2 separate regions of the Anas platyrhynchos genome follow, and region 2 is linked to region 1. Evidence: chromatin contacts called from public Hi-C data. All regions are on one chromosome and are shown on one strand. Each heading gives the region's core, a stretch centred on a gene start, on an enhancer-like site or on the middle of the called end of the contact. The rest is flanking DNA. Distances are from core to core; before and after follow the strand shown.

What was found. Hi-C and Micro-C count contacts between places; a contact is called where the count stands out from the background.
Region 2: a contact with region 1 is called in a Hi-C map of liver, with 5 times the contacts expected there. The contact joins the promoter of GPRC5B here to the promoter of VPS35L in region 1. A contact is called at or near these places in 2 of 8 Hi-C or Micro-C datasets (liver and subcutaneous adipose tissue).

What each region holds. Positions count from the first base shown.
Region 1 is chr15:11,633,866-11,637,461 of IASCAAS_PekinDuck_T2T, reverse strand. It overlaps VPS35L (VPS35 endosomal protein sorting factor like), which reads right to left and starts at 2,011. Exons shown (of 31, transcript XM_027468792.3): 1 at 1,914-2,011. The coding sequence starts at 1,930. CCP110 (centriolar coiled-coil protein 110) reads right to left here. Exons shown (of 15, transcript XM_072024139.1): 15 at 2,071-3,596.
Region 2 is chr15:11,763,711-11,767,030 of IASCAAS_PekinDuck_T2T, reverse strand. GPRC5B (G protein-coupled receptor class C group 5 member B) reads left to right here and starts at 1,545. Exons shown (of 4, transcript XM_027468815.3): 1 at 1,545-1,753. It overlaps LOC139998781 (a long non-coding RNA gene), which reads right to left. Exons shown (of 3, transcript XR_011803704.1): 1 at 2,771-3,320; 2 at 2,563-2,640.

The DNA.
Region 1 (3,596 bases), core at 762-3,261:
TCTGTCAGTATTTCCATACCCTCCTTTACTTATATTTCCACACCAACAGTAAAGAGAGATGCTGCTCACAGCTCCCCCTTGGCACACCATTCCCAGGCCAAAATCAGCTTTATTCTAACCACACCGTAAGGCATCACTGGGCATGCATACACGTCGAATACATGTGTGGGAATGAAGAAGAGCTGTTTACCCCGTAAATAACTCTTTAGAAAGTGCATTTACAATGTGATCAAGTGATCAACACAGCTTGTAATGGAACTAATACGAGTAAGGAGTTCAAGCTCGCTTTGCCATGATGTTCTGCCTCTCCTCTAGGGAAAGCAGATTAAGCTTTCCTTTCTCGGCCACAGCAGCACAGCCAGCTTCCAGGAGAAAACAAGATTCAGGCCAAGTCAGGGTTCCACCTGCAGTGCATGCAGCAGGATACGCCCCTGCCTGCAGGTACTTTCTCCACAGCAGTTTTCAAGCGTTTTTCACACAGGAGGATTACTGTGGTTGCCATCAACCTTGAATGCCTGCCAGACATCCAACCTCCTCCCCGCAAGCGGTCCGTTCTCCTGGGACTGCTATTACCTTACCCCACAGGCTACTGGAGCTGTTTCAGCTCCCAGCCCCCCAGAAAGCCAGGAGTTGCAGCCGTGCCTGTTCCTTGCAGTTTCTGCAGGGTCACTAGGGCACGCTAAGGGCACGCCAGCAATTCCAGCAGCCACCTGATGGCTTACAACTGTATTATACCCTCAGATTTTCTTAGCTGTGTAAATACACGTTTTAAATTCACTGCAGTGCAAAAGGCTTTAGTTTAGAAAGCACGGCTCTGACATTGATATAAAATTTCAACTGGTTTCCGTCAACAAACTTTTACAGCTATGAATTATTTCCACTTTATATTAAATATTTGCTCATGTTAATAACAAAGAAGATATGATTTTCAGCATGAATATATACATATGGGAAATTTATGTCAACCCAATAACTGGGTTAAACCACAACACTGCATTTTACTTTTCTTGATTCTACGTTAGCCTTGTTAGCTTGCTCAGGACTCCAGTAAATCAGCTGCATCAGGAGGGCAAGCCTTCCAGAAACACAGCTTATTTGTAAAGAAAAACAAGTTTGGAGAAAAGAGTAACTACAATCATATCTTCCTTAATTCTGTCAGAGACAGAGCCCCCTTTATCCTTCCTCACCACACCACCAGCCCATGTAAATTATTGTTTTGTACAAAGCGCAGCTTCCCCGGCTGGATGCTGTGCTCCTGTGGAAACGCTTCGTGTTGCCGCCTGGGCTCTGCTTCCTCAGCACACGCCCACAACCACAGCGCCCAGTCCCAGTGAGCTCGTATAAGGTAATTAATGGAAACTAAAGCCCTTGGTAGCAAATTTAAATTCTCTCCACAGAAACCTTCACCTCACGGTACCCACCAAGGAGGCTCCGATGGGGATCAACAGCGACATCCCCTGGGCACGGCGGGACCGCACCTCCGTTATCTCCCCTGCCCCTTCCTCTTAGAGGGGCATCATAAAAGGCAGCAGGATCACACCGGGCCAAAAAACGAACTGCTCTAAACTATTTTTCTTGTTTACTTCGGGAAAACAAACGAAGAGCCCTTAAAGCCCGTAAAGGCTCTCAGCAGCCCGCTCCCTCAGCCACCGCCCCCCTCAGCCGCCTCCCTCGGCATCCTGAGGGGGGACCGCGGCGCCACGACCCCGGGGGACGCTCCAGGACCCCCCGCCGCCGCCGCCTCAGCCCCCTCAGGCCCAGCGGCCCCGAGCCCCGCCGGGGTTCGCTTCCCGAAGGCTTCTCCCCCCGCCGTGCCCCCCACGCTCCCCTCACGGAGCCGCAGAGCCCGGCAGCCCCCTCAGAAGCCTCGGCCCCGGGCCCTGCCCGCCCCCGGCCCCCTCCCACCGGCTCACCAGGGGAAGGCGGCCATCTTGCCCCCTCGTCACGTGATGCGGCGGCCGTGCTGAGCCTTCCGCCGCCATTTCCCGCCCCGCCCCATCCCGCGGCCCCGTCCTAATTAACGCGGCGATTTTCGTGCAATTAGGGGGCAAACAAACAAATAGCCCAATCTTTTGAAAGATTGCAGGTTTATTGTGCAACATGTTTAAGTAAAAAGCAAGACCGGTGAAAATGAAAGTACAAAAATAAATACACTTCTGTAATGATATTACAGTTGCACACAAAATAAAAAGTCAGATAAATTAAGTATGTATAAATAAAAAACACAGATCAAATACAACAAACAAATTCTGGCACTTGTCAAGAGAAAGGCCGCATGAAAGTTCATTAAAAACAAACGAAGTTGTGCTACAAGGTCTTATTACACACATTGGAAACATGCTTAAAGTAAAAGAGGCTCAGGTGTGAAACCTGACCTGAAGGTATGCATTCATTTTTACTCACACACTAAACTTATCTTTATGTCAACATATTGACTATGCTAATAATAAATACAGTATATAAAACATCCTTTAAAAGCATCAGTCCTTAGCTCTGATATATCAACAGCAAGCTTTGCCACCTGCGGCACAGGTTACACTTGTCTTTTTTTTTTTTTTTTTCCCCTTTGAGATGTTTTCCACTCCTATTTCTGGAGCTTCCAAACAAAAGAAATCAAATCAGCATTTTGATGACTACTCAGTAAGCCAGAAGCTTGTCTCAGGCATTTTTTGGATTACATCTGAAATTTTAAAGAGCCAGAGAATTTATATGAAGGAGGCAGGTTCTCCACTGGTATAAACTGTTATATTTGCACCATTAGGGAAGGCACCCCTTGAAGCTTTCAAATAAAAGTTACAGCACAGAGCCACTGTGCAGTGACATCTTCAAAGTATTTAGGAAGTATTTTGCTTTTTCTACATAAGCAATCTGGTATCACCTGGTACAAAACATTTGTTTTTAAACAATGTAACTAGCTGCAGAGGACACACTTACTGATAGAGGTCACAACTAGTGCCACAAGCAAGCCAACTTGTTTGTTGCCCTTGCTGAAGAGAACTCTCTTCATCTTACTATTAATCCTCCTTTTTAAAGTTATTGTTTAACCCAACAAAATTTATCAGTCTTTTTTCTCCTTTATCAGTGTCCGCATGTTACAAAGCCTCCAAGGTTGCACTGCACTGATACTAGGAAGAAAACAAAATATAACCCATTTCACATTTAAGTAATCAGTTCCCTAGTTCTACAGTAAAAGAGCAAAGAAGTAAGCACTGCAAACACTTAAGTAGCCAAGTTTTTCCTCTGGTTTCTAATGTTAACATCCCATTACCAGTTCATTAAGAGAAAGAACTTAGAGACTTCCACTCTCCTCATGTTGAAGAATAATATCCATCAATATGACAACCAAGACAAAATATGAACATGATATGTCAGTATTAGATTTTCTTAAATGAGAGACTGTTTTTCTTGGGTTTTGGTAGAGGTTTTTACCCCCCTGAAACCAGGAAACATGATTTCAGCACAAGGGCTGTTAGATCATGGTACAAGAGAAACTGCTCAGAAAAAGTGCAGTCGTCAAAAAGAAAACATAAGGCATATGAATCATTATTATACACAATCGTCTGCAAGTCTGAAACAATAAAACAATTAAAATCTTG
Region 2 (3,320 bases), core at 296-2,795, 130 kb before region 1:
TTATCACATGAATTCTTGTGATTCATCCTCCCCTCTGGTCTACCTCGCTGTATCCAGCGTGGTACAGAGAACTCTGTGTGTTTATCTATATACAAGAAGATCTTTGCTTGTTACTGTAGCACACAGGCTCACACTCCTGAGCTGGAGTGGGGGTACAGGCAGAGCTAGTGAATTGGTACTTTTTACTCTCCTGCCAGGCTGCTGAGTGACCTTGGGCAGCTCACAGCCACTTCACTTCTCACTGCCTCAGTTTCTGTAAATTTCCTGGTTTACTTTGTATAGCGTGTAGATATCGACTGATGCAAGGGCAGGGTATTATTGCTTACATGTGACTCAAATAACACCAGTGCCTAAAATCCAGAATCAGCAAGGGAGAAAAGAGCAGAAACATGAAATTGTTCTGTTGCAGCTGTTCTCCTCCTGCTGCCCAGCCTAAACACAGGGAATCGCATTGCAACAGCACCATCTGATTTACTGCACGTCAGCTACCCTGAGAAGTTCAGGTAACCCCCCAGGACATAACATTTGACATCTAAATGAAGCCATGCGTGCTAGCATGAGGCTGGTTAAAGGTTACAGATCTGTGTTGGAGAACACATTTCGGCAGTTTCCCTTTGAAAGGCTCTGGATATGGAAGCCTGGCAAGATGCACAGCGCGCTACCTGCAGTCAGGAAGGACGGGTGTCCATCGCTCCCCGCTGACAACGCCATTGCACTTGTGTCTGCCCAGTTTCCCATTAGCAGTTTGAAAGCATCAAAAGACTGACGCACAGCACAGGGCGGCTGCCAGTCACAGGGCGTCGCACGGATGTAGTCTAAAGGCTTAAAAGGCAGACAAGTTTTTGCTGTGCAATGAACATCACCAACTGAAGCTGTCTTTCCCTGCTACAAATAACTCCTTCCGAAATCTGCAGGAAGCCCTGTCCTGTGAATACAGCATCTGCTTTCGGAGGGGTTGCAGCTTTTCCAGAGCTGGGCTGTGCAGAGGCTGGGAAGGGGGACGTGAGCTGCACATTGCGAACTGGGAGGCACCGACCAGCTCTGAGCATCGCCTTTGCGGGGCCCCATGTGTTCACAGGGCCTGTTCCTGAATTGTGCTGCATAAGCAACCTGGAAAATGTCGCTTGCTCAATACAATTTCTCTCTTCTGAATGTCTAAGGTAGCAGCAGGTTGGACACGTGCACCGGAGGCAGATGGGGTGAATATTTCCAGCCCATCGCAAACCCCAGCTGCCACGGAGCTGCAAAGCCTCCCTCCCCTGCCAGCCCCAAACCAGCCCGAGGTGTGCACACGCAGCCGTTGTGCCGGGATGGGTGTGCAGCCCGGATTTCTCGCACCCCGTCCGCACAGCACCGGGGCGCGCAGGACCGCACGCCTGGCTGTGCACGGTGCCTGCTCCCGGCTCCCCGTGCCCTGCGGTCCCTGCACCTCGCAGCAGCAATCCGGCCGGGCTGGGGGCGAGCCGTGCCGTGCCAGTGCCCGTGGAGGTGGATACGTGCCGAGCCGAGCCGAGCCGAGCCGTGCCGGGGCGGGGCGGTGGGAGGGGGCTGGCCGCCGGGTCGTAGCGCAGCGGGGCGGAGGGTGCAGAGCAGGGCGGGCAGCGCACCGCTCCGTGCCGTGCTGTGCCGTGCCGGGGCCAGGCGCTCCATGAGCAGCCCCGGGGGGGCTCGGTGCTCGCAGGCTCCGGGATGTGACTTGCGGCGGGCAGGCGGACACAGCTGCCCCGCCGGCCTCGGCTGCAGCAGCCAGCGGGTGAGTGGGGTCCCCGGTCCCGGTCCCTATTCCCCAGCCCCCGGTCTCTATTCTCCGGTCCCCATTCCCCAGTTCCTGGCCCCCGGAGGTGCCGGCCCCAAGCTGCGCCCGCGGAATTAGCCCGGTGGCCGGCAGCAGACAGCAGGCTGCAGGGAGTCCGGCAGGGGGATTAGGGTGGATATAGGGCAGCAGAGGGGGGCGGAGGAGGGGGCTGCCCCCGCCGGGAAGGGCTGGCGAGGAGGGGGCTTTGAGCCAGGCTGGGGGAGGGACGGAGAGCCTGGGAAGAGAGAGGGGAGAGCGAAGGGAGAGGGGGACCGAAGGGGAGCGGGCTGGAGCGGGCTATGTGCGGGCGGGGAGGAGGCGGCGGTGCGGGAGGATTAAGGGGGAGCGGGGAAGCGGCCGCAGGCGGGGGCTGCCCGGCCCCGCGCCCCCCGGCACCGGGCGCTGTGCTCCGGGACCGGGACCGGGACCGGGGGGAGAAGCCTTTTGCTGGCCCCTGGCTGCTCCTTTCTGCCCGGTCCCGGCCTCAGCTGGAAGGTGGGAGCCCCAGGTCGGGGTGCAGCGCGGCTCGGGAGGGTTGAGCCCCGCCAGCTGTTTAATTTCCACTTAATAAAAAGCCCTCCCTCTGTATTGCTTCTCCCCAAAGCCAAAGAGCGATAGGATTTAGCACTCATGTGAACCCTTTGTTTACGCCTGACCTAATGTTTATCCCAAGGCTAACAGGATTTCCTGCCCGCTGAACCTCGACACCTCGGTGGGCTCTCGCTGCTGGAGCACGGAGCCTGTGCGGTGCTTTATGTGCTGCTTACCAGCCGGGGCTGTGGGTGCTGAGGTGTTGTCTCCCTGCATCAGGGCCATCAGGTGAAGGGAACCCCTCCATCACGAGGCTGTGACATGAAGAGAAACAGTTGGAGAATTAGCAAAGCAAAGGAAAAACATTGATTGGTGTCATTGGTCGATAGTAGCATAATAAGACCAGACTTCATAGTCATAAGCATTTAGGTACAGAGTACATACAGTGTCTGACCGAAGGAAATGGTGAGCACCTAGAACAGCTGAAAGATCATTGCATATAACATTCAGCGTTGCAAAGTATTTCTAAATGAAAACACATTTTCCTACGTCTTTTGGAGAGGGGTCATGCTTTCTGTAGCTGTGAGCATTACGTGGGTTGTTCCAACTCAGGGTAAATCCAAACCAGGGTTGTGTTTTTGCGTACAAAGTGCAATTGCACTATTAATTATTATTCTAGAAATACATCTCCTCAGTAGACTGATCTTGGCTCGGCTGTTGCTGCTCTGTTATCAGTCTTGAAGCTCATTCTTCAAATCTGATCAAAAGGAGCTGGCAGAGATCCCGTGTTGTGATTAATTCCTCACTCGCTACCATCTCTCCACAACACTTGGTGGTGGGGGCGGTTTTCTTTGGAAATGCTACAGTGAACCAGTCTTCTGCCTGTGCGTGGCAGAGCAGGTTACTATTTGTGCTACTACTGCTTTTATTTACTGGGCTGTTTTCCTTTTCTGAGATCAGATGCATCCTCCTGTATCAGTTGATTAACGTTAGG